Regions from separate parts of the Cricetulus griseus genome. Here region 2 is linked to region 1. A link is a contact called in public Hi-C data. All regions are on one chromosome and are shown on one strand. The core of a region is the stretch at or near the end of the contact, and the rest is flanking DNA. Distances in the headings are between cores, read along the strand shown.

Evidence for each region. A called contact is a pair of places that touch in the nucleus more often than the background predicts.
Region 2: a Hi-C map of fibroblasts shows a contact between it and region 1, with 5 times the contacts expected there. The contact joins the enhancer-like site here to the promoter of Fbxo11 in region 1. A contact is called at or near these places in 2 of 8 Hi-C or Micro-C datasets (the CHK-Q cell line and fibroblasts).

What each region holds. Positions count from the first base shown.
Region 1 is chr5:89,668,874-89,674,704 of CriGri-PICRH-1.0, reverse strand. It overlaps Fbxo11 (F-box only protein 11), which reads left to right and starts at 2,704. Exons shown (of 23, transcript XM_027417998.2): 1 at 2,704-2,967. It overlaps LOC103162076 (a long non-coding RNA gene), which reads right to left and starts at 1,698. Exons shown (of 2, transcript XR_003485818.2): 1 at 1,278-1,698; 2 at 1-35.
Region 2 is chr5:89,844,365-89,850,774 of CriGri-PICRH-1.0, reverse strand. LOC118238902 (a long non-coding RNA gene) reads right to left here and starts at 4,876. Exons shown (of 2, transcript XR_004770312.1): 1 at 1,286-4,876; 2 at 1-79. Within about 2 kb of position 1,599, at least 5 of the 6 cell types and tissues checked have open chromatin away from gene starts, as enhancers often do. A contact at or near this core is called in fibroblasts, where this site is marked.

The sequences.
Region 1 (5,831 bases), core at 1,455-3,954:
ATGAGCTAGTCATGCACGACTCAGGCTGGGTTTTTCTAATAAAAAAAAAAAAAGTTTAAGTGTATGGTTTTTTTGCCTGCATGCCTGTGTACCACGTGCATTCCTGGTGCTTTCAGAGGCCAGAAGAGGGTGACAGATGCCCTGGTATTGGAGTTACAGACAGTTGTGAGCTGCCATGTGGGTGCTGAGAATTGAACTTGGGTCCTCTGGAAGAGCATTCAGTTCTCTAAAGGGATGAGACATTTTTCTAGCTCCTCAAGATGTTTTTCAAACAGCTGTCTTACATAGTTTTGTTGTTGTTTTGTTTTTATTTTTGGAGACAGGGTTTCTCTGTAACAGTCCTCGCTGTCCTGGAACTCACTATATAGACTAGGCTGGCCTCGAACTCAAAAAGATCAGTCTGCCTCTGCTTCCCATGTGCTGGAACTAAAGGCATGCACCACCACCACCAGGCCGCATATAAGTTTTGAAAAGATTATGTTCAGGAGTCTCCATTTTCCTGACTAAAAAGAGAGCATCTCAACAATCACATGATCAAAAAAATTGCATATCATCTGATAGTTTTATTTAAATAGCAGGAGAGATGTCTGATATCAAGAAAGGTGATTTGCTTAGAGTCACTTAAGAAATCTGGGGCTCACACAACACAATACTAGCTTATCTGTCTCCTTGTGTTTCTCTCAGAATTCACTCTTCTCCCTCTCTGTCTTGGTTTTATTAAGCTTTGTAATGTCTTACCTATCTTAAGCCTAGAAAGCAATCAATGAAATTCAAGTAGGAAATCACTAAAAGCCCTGAAAACAAGGGAATCCAGAGGTAAACTACTAGCTATGCCATAATGAATAAATAGTGAGAAGAGTACATTTGCAGCCATCACAACGGCATCCAGGGAATAGAAACGATTTCCTTGGGGAGAGATTATGCTAAGGGGACCAGATACAGATACAAAAGACAATTCCTCTTGGGAGTTTCTCATTTTTTAAGTGTGTGGGACCTAAAGAAAAAAACAATGAAATAGAGCATCACGATCACAACCTCCAGACAATTTCTCTCCCGGAACATTATGTACACCACTTTCCCAAAAACCCAAAGGAAACTAAAAACTGGCCAAGCTCTTTAAACACTCTGGTTTGGGTGACAGGAACTGGAGGCGACTCCAAACTTTCAAGCTTAAAAGCTCGGTCACAGTCGACCTCCTAAGGTTTTGCAAATACCCCCAGCTGGGCTGAAGGGCACAGAGCCTGCAGCGCTCCCTACAGCTCAGAGTTAGAACCTACCGAGCACAGAAATCCCGAGTTACCAAAGATTGACTCCCTCACTCCACTTGAAGAAAACCAGGTGAAGGTTGGGGTGGAGGGAGGCCGGAACGGCAGAAGGCAGGATTAATCACTTCTCCCAATTACATCAGCAGCCCCCGCCCATTCCTCCGTGAGCCTCCTTTCCTAGAACCGTCGTCGCTGCGTAGGGCGCTCCTTCGCCTACCCCCGGCTCCATTATATGCCCTGATACCTCCCCATTACCACCCGCCCTGCCACACTCCCCCTTTCCTCTTCCCTCTCCCTCCTCCTTCTCCTTCTCCGCGGCGGGGGGGGGGAGGGGGAGGAGGAAACCCGAGAGAGGAAACAGGGCGTTGGAGGAAGGGTCTTCGCGATAAGAGAGGAGGCGCCATTGGCCCGCAGACTGTACGCGCGCTTCCCATTGGCCACGTCCGGCCGGAATCCCCGCCCCCTCTGTCCCCGCCCCCCGCCCCTCCCCCGCCGCCCCGGCCTCCCCCGCGCCCCCGGCCAGCCCCACGGCGGGGGGACCGATGAGGCTGGAGTGGAGGCTCCGGCGGTGTCAATGGCTCCTCCTGCCACGGAGCAGCAGCGGCGGCGGCGGCGGCGCAGGGGCTGAGGAGGAAAGGCTCCTTTAAGGAGGAGGAACGACGACGCCTCTTTCTGCCCCTATCTCCTCCTCCCTTTACACTCATTTCCCCTTCGCTGAGGAGGGGAGGGAAGGGGGGGCGGAGGAGACACAGAGAGAGAGGGAGAGAGAGAGAGAGAGAGAGAGAGAGAGAGAGAGGGAGAGGAGAGAGAGAGAGGGGGGAGAGAGAGAGAGAGAGGAGGCCGAAGAAAGAGAAAAATTCCTCCTCGCAGGGCGCTCTTTCAGGGGGTGTGGGGGGAGGAAGAGGAACGGAGGAGCCGGGCGCCCCCCGCGCGCTCCCGCCCCGCTCGCTCGCCCTCTCCGAGACCGCCCGCCGCCGCCCGCTCGCTCGCTGCCCGCCCACTCCCCCCGCCGCCGGAGACGCCGCTCGGGAGTCGGCGGGCCCGGCTCGTCTGCTCGGCCGCAGACGCCGCCGCCACCGCCGCCGCCGCGCGCTTCGCCTCGGGCTCCCCAGGCGGACGGACGCCCTTTCTTTCTTTCTCTCGCCCGGCCCGTCTTTCTGTCTGCGTCCCTCGCGGCCGCCCCGCCCGGCGGCCTCGGCCTTGCCCGTGCGCCAGGCCTGGCCGGCCGGCCTCGCTCCAGCTCCGGCTGCGCCCCCGGCCTCCCCGCGGACCCGGGGGCTCACGCCCGTCCCGGAGCCCCCGTTCCCTCGTCCCCGGCCGTCCCCCTCGCTCTTTGGCGCTCCCCACCCCCCGTCTTCCCGGCCCCCGGAGCTCGCGGTGCGTGTGCGCGTGAGTGTGTGTGTGTCCCTCCGCCAACGCCGCCACCTCAGCCCGGCAAATGAACTCCGTCCGAGCCGCCAACCGGAGACCCAGGCGAGTGTCGCGGCCGCGCCCGGTGCAGCAACAGCAGCAGCAGCCCCCGCAGCAGCCGCCGCCGCAGCCGCCCCAGCAGCAGCAGCAGCAGCAGCCGCCGCAGCCGCCCGCAGCAAGCAGCCGCCGCCGCAGCAGCAACAGCCCCCGCCGCCACCGCAGCAGCAGCCCCCGCCACCGCCACCGCCGCCTCCGCCGCCGCCTCAGGAGCGGAACAACGCCGGCGAGAGGGGTAAGGCCGCGCTCGGGGCCGGCGGCGGGCGGGGGGCGGCGGGGGCGGCGGCGGCGGCGGCGCGCGCCCGGGGGGAGACGGAGGCCGAGCGGAGGCGGGTCCCACCGTGCCGCAGTGTTCGCCCGGACCCGGCCCGGCCTGGCCAGCAGGAAAAGCCGCGGCTGCGCGATTCGCCCGGGCTGCGGCTCAGGCCGCGCTTTGTTTGGTTTCGGGGCCGGCACCCTCCGTCCCCACCCCTCCTCGGGGCTTCCCGGCTGGCTCGCCCACCCCGCGGGAGGCTGTTGGCGGCCGGGGGCGGGCAAAGGGTGGGATTTCCCCCTTTTCTGCCTGCCGGCTCGGTCTGGGCTCCCCCTTTCTCGTGGTAGGTGGGGGGACGGCTGGCAGCGTGGGGCGGTGAGGCTGGCTGGGGAACTTGTTTTCCCCTTCGCCGCCGTGGGCTCCCCCTTGTCCTGCAGGAGGGGGAGAGGGGCGCCCGAGTGGTCCGCGGAGCTGGCTAGGGAACTTAGGCTCCCCCCACCCCCACCCCACTCCAGGTCACGGGGCAGGGGGAGCAGCAGCTCCTCTCCCAACCCCAAGATGTTTGCTGTGCAGTTTGCCTTTAGTTACAGAGCCCCTGGGAAGGACCCGTTAAATCAATACCTTTAAATAAATAAATATAGGAGCCATCGGCCATTTCCAGCCCCCTCCCTCGTGTGCAGTGCAGTTACCCTTCCGCTGTGTCGTCCCCCTCACCTCTCCTCCCCACTACGCCGCGGTGCTCCCCTCTATCTCCTGGTGGGTTTGAGCACCCCAGTGGTAGAACGGGCCCTTTGGGATCGTGTGTGTCTGTCTGTATGTGGACTCGCGCGCGCGCGCGTGTGTGTGTTGTGACCAAGGCCTAGTGAAATGTGTCATTTGGACCCAACTGTGCTGCGCTGTCTGGTAACCACCATTGTCTAAGGGCTGAGGCTCCCCGGGGTTGGATTTCTGCTTTAGCAAAAAATGTTGGTTTTTGCCGGGATGATGTGGTCATTTGGGGAGGTTTGTGAGATGAGAGTGTTGCACCTTGATCTCCGAACATAACTAGTCTATTAATGAGCTGCTTGCAGTGGCTGTTAAGTCAGCACGGTATTTTTGTGTATGGTTGTTTGAAGGAGGAGACTTGTTAGGAGACATTTTGCGTGTTTTGGTTGGCGGATTAAGGTTAATTTTTCATGCGTTGCGTTGGTTGTCACACCTCCTTTGATTAAGCAGACTGCGTTTAAATGTATTTTTTTTTTAGGTTGTACATTCTTTCTTTAACTGTTTCATTGTATTTGATCAAAATATTTTTCAGGTGAAGGAAATTGTTAGTTTGAAAAACAGTTTAAAAGGTTTGCATTAGTCACTGTTACAATAGTCTTTGAGAAAGCAGTTTGCTGTATATTGTTTGAGAGAAGGGAATGTTTCCAGGCAGCTCGAGGTCTTTTGCAACATGGTTGGTAGAACTGTTTTAGCAATTCTTTGATGATACGTTTAGCAATTTTTGACAAATTAAAAAAAATGTATCTCATCATTACCTTTCACTCAAACATAACAGAGTTGTGCGGTGTTCCTCAAATAATTATCAGGTCTTCTAGAATTGACACTAGGAAAAACAAGCAAAATTGAAACGTTAAATGTTTAATGTTAAGAATTCTACCGTTGCAGTGAGCCTTTTAAAGATGTCCTGATCTGTTAATAGCAGAGCATTGAAAGTCAGTCCATTCCCATTGTATATTTTTAAATGTTTATTCTGCATTCAGTCTCACCACTGATCTCGTTTCCAATCTAGTTGAGGTAGACCTTGGGCATTTTCTTTCTTTATTCTAAATTATTAGTTACCAAAGTCTAGTCCTACCCTCCTGCGTCTTGGTCATTAATGGTCACATGCCAGAGTGTCAGTTTTCTCTTTATTGTTGTTAAAAAACTGATGGAGATGTTCTTGAATCGTGGTTTCATTATATACTTAACCAAATAGTAATTGAAGTCCACTCTGGGGTTGTTACTATGTTGTAGGAACTGTTCTGGAGGTTAGGTATTGGAATTGGAGGGACAAGGTCTTGCTGGTTAGCCTTTAGGGGGTGTGTGTGAGTCTTTTAACAGGCAAATAGATGGCCTCAGAATGAATAAAACATGAAGATGAATTAAGACTAAGATAATGAACATTTTCCTAGGCTTGTGCAAAAATAAAATCTTTCTTTGAAAGATTAGCATTTTTATTACATTTTTAAATGTACTTAAAAGTTTTAGTGAGCATACAGAATATTTCTAGCTTAAGAATATTCTATTAATACTCATTTAGGAATATGCTGTAATTAATAATTTTATAAGGGGGACAGAAAGATGGTTCAATGGGTAAAGGATCTTGTGGCCAAACCTGATGACCTGAGAGTTCCATACTGAGACCCACATGATGGAAGGAGAGGACCAACTCCCTTAGGTGATTTTCTGACCTTATTTCATCAGCATATACATACATACATTAAATAAATGAATGATAAAAAATTAAATTATGGGGGAATTAAGGAGCTGAAGCTAATGCGTTTGTGGTTGTTTTTTAAATCTTGGTAAATATGAAATTCTTACATTAGTCTTGGTTAGAGTTACACAGTTGTGGTTCAGGTAGTAAATCAACACGTGAATCACAACTTTTGGACAAATTAGTGCAGTCTGTATAAAATTAACTTCATATGAAGATTACTGTGAACTTTTTAGTTGCAATACAGTTACAAAGTCTTTCAGATTGTTTTTTAGTTGCTTTTTATCCACAAGTTAATTAGAATAAAAATTCTTAGCAGTGCTATTAAGTATGTGTCTACAAATACATGTGTTTGGCTGTTATGTATACACAAACACATTTTCTC
Region 2 (6,410 bases), core at 350-2,849, 180 kb before region 1:
AAAAAAAAGATTCTTGGAAGCTCCAGTGTTGTTTAGTCAAAGTCTGGTGGTGAACAACTAGAAAGCACAAAACAAAACCCTGGAAAGCAAACAAGTTTTTCAATAGGCGGCGTGGTGGGGTGGGGTGGAGTGGGGTGGAGGATGGGCAGGCATTTGTGTCCCAGGTCTGCTAGTCCATGCCTATAAACCGCATGACACATGTGAAAAATGCTTTCTATTCTAGAGAGCAGCACCCATTGCAAACTAAGTTTCTTTCTGCTTCGTTCATTTTGTACAACACGGGTTATTTATTGGAAGGGTGTGGGGAGGCATGGACACTAGAGAGAGAGAACTGTTACCATAGCAGGATCGGGGTCCATAGGGAAGAACCCTGGTGTCTGAGCTCAGGCTGCAGAGAAGTGGACAGCTGCCCTGCTTCCGTTCTGTCACACAACGACAAAGGCTGGGAGTGCTAGAGAAATCTGGTCGGAAACAACCACCCCCCTGCGGGAAACCGACAGGGATTGTCAATGGAGAAGAGAGCGCTGCTCTCCCTCCGCTGCCTGGAGTCTCCCTCTAGCGCCCTGATTGGCAGAGCTTTTCAGGGCTCTGCAGCAGAGGCCCAGCTGCAGGAGGCGGACGGTGGTGAGCAGTGAGAGTCAATAATAGTTAGCTCCACCAACACTCGCGCGCTCACACACTCATATGGTCTGTCTTGTTCCCTGGGTTGCCTCCGAGCTTAGAAAGATTCCTGGTATAAAACGCAGGCAATAAACATTTGTTGTTGGAGGTGGGGAAAGGGCAAGCAAACTACGCTAGCTGATCTCCAGTCTGCATTGACAGGCAAGAAGAGTTCAAAATAACCTTGACTGTCCTGCCAGTATCTAAGCTCGTTTCCAGCTCTATTTATACTTCTCCCAGTTGCCTGACGGCGGCGCGGTCAGAGATAGCATAGACTAGGGCTCTGGAGCAATGCCGGTCCAGATGAAAAGCCCTGCTCCACTACTAGCTGAGGGGCTTGGACACTTAGTATCTGAGGCTTGTTCTCCTCCTCTATAAAATGCAGGTATTGCTGCTGTGGGGTTTAAATAAGGCAATCGTATCTGGCACGTGTTTGTCACAAGCTACACGCCACTCTTCCCTCCCCCCCCCATAACCCAGGGCGATGGGCAGTTGAGGTGTGTGTGTGTGTGTGTGTGTGTGTGTGTGTGTGTGTGTGTGTGTGTGTGTGTGTGTGTGTGCGCGCGCGCGCGCGCGCGCGTGCGCGCGAGGTTCTAGTTTCCCTCCCCAGCTCCCAAGCTCTAACCGAGGTCCAAGCCCGAGGGACATGGAGAGACGTGGATTCGCTGGTGGCGGCCAGGCAGGCCAATGGCTGGAGCACCGCGGCCAGGCGGGCCACGGCCCAGGCTCTACAGATCAGGACAGTCCTTGGACTGGAGTTTCCTAACCGCCCTATTGCGAGTTTCCTAACAGCGGAGTTTCAAAGCCAGCTCCCTCCCTCCTGAAACAAACGAGGGTGTGGCGGTTCCTCGCATTCACAACCAAACAAAACAAGGAGAGCACCCACCCCCTAGCCTCGCCCAGCTCCGGACATTTTCCCAGGAGCCGGGTGCAGCCGAGCTGCGGACACACCCTACGGCTGCTGCGCGCCCCAGAGCCAGGGTTCAGCCCCCTCCAAGGTCCGGCCTCCGGGTGAGCTCGCCGGATCGTCCTGCCCGGCGGTGTCTGACTCGCCGCGGTTGCAGTAGGATCCTGGGCCGAGGCGTGTGGCTGAGCTCAAAATCGTCCTCTCACGGGCCGGAATCCTGAGAATGCGGGGAAGCATCTGGCTGGCCTCCGGGCGGCAGGGAGGGGGTCAAACCTGGACTTTTTCGGGTGATTTTTTTTTTTTTCACAAAACCCTCCCCACACCAAAGATTGCAGCCTGGGAAGCGGAAGCCCGGGGAATGAGAAAGGAGCTTCTCGTTCCTTCTCCAAGCCGCTTTCATCACGTCCACTCTCGAGGTACTGCTGGTGAAGAAGACAAACGCCTCTTCTCGGTTCCGAAGATCCTGTCTTTGTGTCTGTGGAAGTTCCTTTCTCGGTCGCCAACCATCAGTGCCATCCCCAGCGGGTCTTTCCAGCTGGATTGTCGCCACCTCGTGGCAGGATCAGGTGGCCACATTGGCCGTTGCCCCTCGAGCCCTTTGCTATCATGGGTCCCAAGTCTACTTTTCTTTGTTTCTCCAACCAGCTATGAGCTGGAATTTTATAATCCTGCTCTCTGGGTTTAGGAGGTGAGGTGGGATACCTCTGCCCCACCCACCCCAGTTACACCGCTCGCCTTCTTAAAGAGAAACAAGTGTTATTCCGGGAGCCAGGAGTGACCGGATTGGCAAGCCCGTGGGGGCTCCGTGTGAGGCGTCAATCCCCCACCAATTTCCCAAGAGACAAACTAATGATTAAGACGACCGACGCACTCTGTCTTGTTCCTACTGGTTAGTGATGCTATTATACTTGATGAGTATTATTAAAGGACCCCTGTCATTAAAGACTCCCTGTTATTATTGTTATTATTATTATTTAGCATTTATAATGTATTCCTTATTTTCAAAGCACGCAGACTATTATCTCCCAGGACTTTCCAAACACAACAGAGTGGCAAGGCAGGTGACAACTTCATTTCACAAAATAGGGAAACTGAGGCACTGTAATTAGTGCAGAGTTCTTGGATTAATGAGTCAGCAGTAGTCATTTCTCGCCTGCTGATTATTGCCTTACTCTGTAGGGTCATGGATTCCAGTAAATCATAATCCTGACTTGGGAAACTAGTTTCTCACATCCACTTTTATGACCCACTTGTAATCACATTAGAACCCTCAGTCAGGGAAGTTTTCAAACGGATGAGTCATTACTTCAAGCTCATTACTGAGCACCTGGGCCGTGTTAATTGTATTTTATTTTACAAGTCAAATTGTTATTATTGTTACTTAGTGTTTGTAATGGATTCTGTTTAAATGTGTCTAAGAAATTCTGGCTTTAAAAAAAAGTAGGAGGTCCTAATATCAGTAACATCTTGACCTGGCTTTCAAGATAAATATTCCAATTGTTTATTACCAGAAGCATGGGGGATGATTAACTATATTATTTTCAAGCTAGTCCCTATCAGCCACAGAGACAAGACAGCTACCTTCTGCTCAAGCCTTTTTCTGTTTTTCAAGGTCTTTGGTCTTAGCTGAGAGAGTCTCTCAGCACTCCACATGTTTAGTCTCTGTATCCGTTTGATAATCGGGTTTTCATTCCAATAGTAGCAATGAAATATTGTCATTTGCTATCTTCATAGAAAACAGTTGTGTAGCCAGGCAGTGGTGATGCACCCCTTTAATCCCAGCACTCGGGAGGCAGAGGCAGGGGGATCTCTATGAGTTCGAGGTGAGCCTGGTCTACTGAGTGAATTCCAGGACAGCCTCCAAAGCTTCAGAGAAACCCTGTCTCAAAAAACAAAACCACAACAACAAAAAAGAAAACAGCTGTGTCATGCATGCCACCTCCCTCCTTCTGAAACACACACACACACACACACACACACACACACACACACACACACAAGAATCCAGTCATTCTGGAAGTCTCCTGTGCAAAGCTTTGGGCTTAAATTCAGGGCTGGGCTAGGTTTGGAGAGCTGAAAAGTTTGTCTGTCCATCCAGCTGCTGCTTCGATGATCCTGATCCCCAGCCATACTGTGGTCCTCTCACACAACCCCTTGAGTTTTTCTTTCACCTACTTCCCACCCCAAAGAGCAAATTTCTAAAAGCTCAATTTCAAAGAAGTTGTTCATTGGTTTAGAGGACTCAAGTCAACCTTCCCAATCTTCCTTTATGCCATTCATTCACTCATAAGAAAGGCATGAGTTGTGTATTCATATGTTATATCTTTATGCCATTCCTTCATTCATAAGAAATCTGTGTGTTCTGTATTCTTATGTTGTATCTTTAGGCCATTCATTCATTCATAAGAAATCTTGTGTTGTGTATTCATACATTGTATCTTGATAGCCACTTGCAATGAGTAAGCTGTCATATGCTGGTTCCTACACAGCGCAGCAAAGCTCTGCAGTAAATTCTCACTATTCTTACTCTGCCACAAGGAGACTGAAGCTCCCATAAGATGTCTATTATGGTGGAGTAGAGGGGAATCTGGAAAGGTGTGTAAGGCTACAGTACCCCAGTGCTCAGAAATTCCTAAGCACCACCACCCTCCTGCACCCCTCATAAGACCCGAGGGTATGGCAGGTAAATATGAGCTGAGGGGTTCGTTGTAATGCAGAGAACAGAGCACCGTGTGAGTGGGGAAAGGTCCTGTGTGCATGCCCAACGTGGACTATAGCTGTAGACTCCACGATGTGAAGTCTCCTGCAGGATGCTCTGCTTGGTGAACACATTTGAGCTTCACCTGTCTTAGAGCAGGCAGGCCAAGTGGGAAACAGTGACAGCTCAGGATTCCCTAAGCCGCTCTTTCAGACTCCTTCAACTTCTAGCCAATGAGGGAGTAAGTTCAGAGAGAGGCAGCCTTTATCAAACACAAGGAGACACCTCCCCCCATCCGAAGCAGAGGTCATATTAGTCAGTTACAGAAACGGGATGCATAGTAGCAAGCAGACTTTCACGACACGGATGATAAAATAAAGGGCAAGAGAAGTTCCACTTGACCACGAGACGATGTGGGTAGAGGAATGATAGGCAATAGGAATAGGTGCTTTGATTGACAGCTGAACCCTATCACCTTTTAGCTGGATGGCCATCTGGCCTTTATGATGATTGTCACCTGTAAGCTGCTTTGCTTTTAGGATCTACCACATAAGGTTGATGCAAAGGTTATTAATAAGTGTGCTCACAGTAGTTGACTGGTCCACTGGAGATCCAATTCAATTCAAATATTAACACTGTAATGGGAAGAAGTCTTTTTTTTTTTTTTTGAGACATGATCTTGATTGATAGTCTAGGCTGGTCTTAAATTTGAGATCCTTAGGCTTCAGAGTTGTCCCCCCCCCCCACTGCGGTGTTAACAGCTGTGTGTTACCATGTCCAGATCGTAAAAGAAACCTCTGGCACTGGGAGGCAGAGGCAGGCGGATCTCTGTGACTGGTCTACATAGAGAGTTCCAGGACAGCCAAGGCTAAATAGAGAGACCCTGTCTCAAAAACAAACAAAAAACAAAGCAAAACAAAAAACCCCCACACAAACAAACAGAATGCCCTTTCCAAACCCCTACCCTGGCTGGATTATCCTGGGTTTCTCTGGCTTACCGAACATTCTTATCTGTGGAGCAGTCACTAACACCATCATGCAGAGCCATTGTGAGAAGAAAGAAAAACTGCTCTAATTTGGACCGCTTAGCAGAGACTCAGTAAGTTCTCCTTTCCTCCAGTTATACATTTAGCATCAGTAAACATCCTTTTGGTATATGCTGAGTGGTTTAAAAAAAAGAACCACACAAATGAAAATGTGTATCATCCATAAATATACCTTCTAACTAATTGGTACAAGTTTTTAAAAGATTTGTTTTATATGTATATGTTTGCTATCTGACTATATGCCTAGCACATAAGTGTAAGAGTCCTAAGAGGCCAGAAGGTTTGGATACTCTGGAACGAGTTACCGGTTGTTGTGGGCTACCATCTGGGTCCTGGGAACCCAACTTGGGCCTCTCCAAGAGCAATATCTTCGTTTGTTCTCTGTTGCCGGGATAAACACGATGATCAAAAGCAACTTGCTGAAGAAAGGGTTTATTGGGCCAACACTTAACACTGCACAGACATCACTGAGAGAAGTCAGGGCAGGAACTCAAGGCAGGAGTTTGGAAGCAGGAACTAAAGCAGAGACCTTGGAGAAATGCTGCTTACTGGCTTGCTCCCCATGGCTTGCTTTGGCTGCTCTCATACAACCCAGGACCAACTGCCCAGAGGTGGTGGTGCCTCCCGCGTGGGCTGGGCCACCCAACACCAATCATTAGTCAAGAAAATGCTGCACCGACGTGCCCACGAGCCAGTCTGATGGAGGCAATTTTTCAGTTGAGGTTTCCCAATGACCCTAGTTTGTGCAAGGTGACAAAACAAACAAACAAACAACTAACCAACAGAGACAGTAAGGACTCTTGATTGCTGAGCCATTCCCAGTTCTAAATTAATTTCTTAATAGTTGAAAAGAAAACTCTGTGGCTTATTGGGGTATCCCAAACAAACTGGTAATGGCACTGGGCTGTTGTTCAAGAAGACGCCGAGTCCCATTAATAGCAAGTGCTATGCAATAGAAAGTCAAGTTCCATGCAAGGCAGAATCCTTGTGCGCACGCGTGAAGGGGGGGTGGGGATTCAGAAATGGCTCTCCAAGGGTTCACCGTACTCAGTTACACCTTTCCTTTTCCTCCGAAGCCAAAAGACAGAGAGGGGTCCTC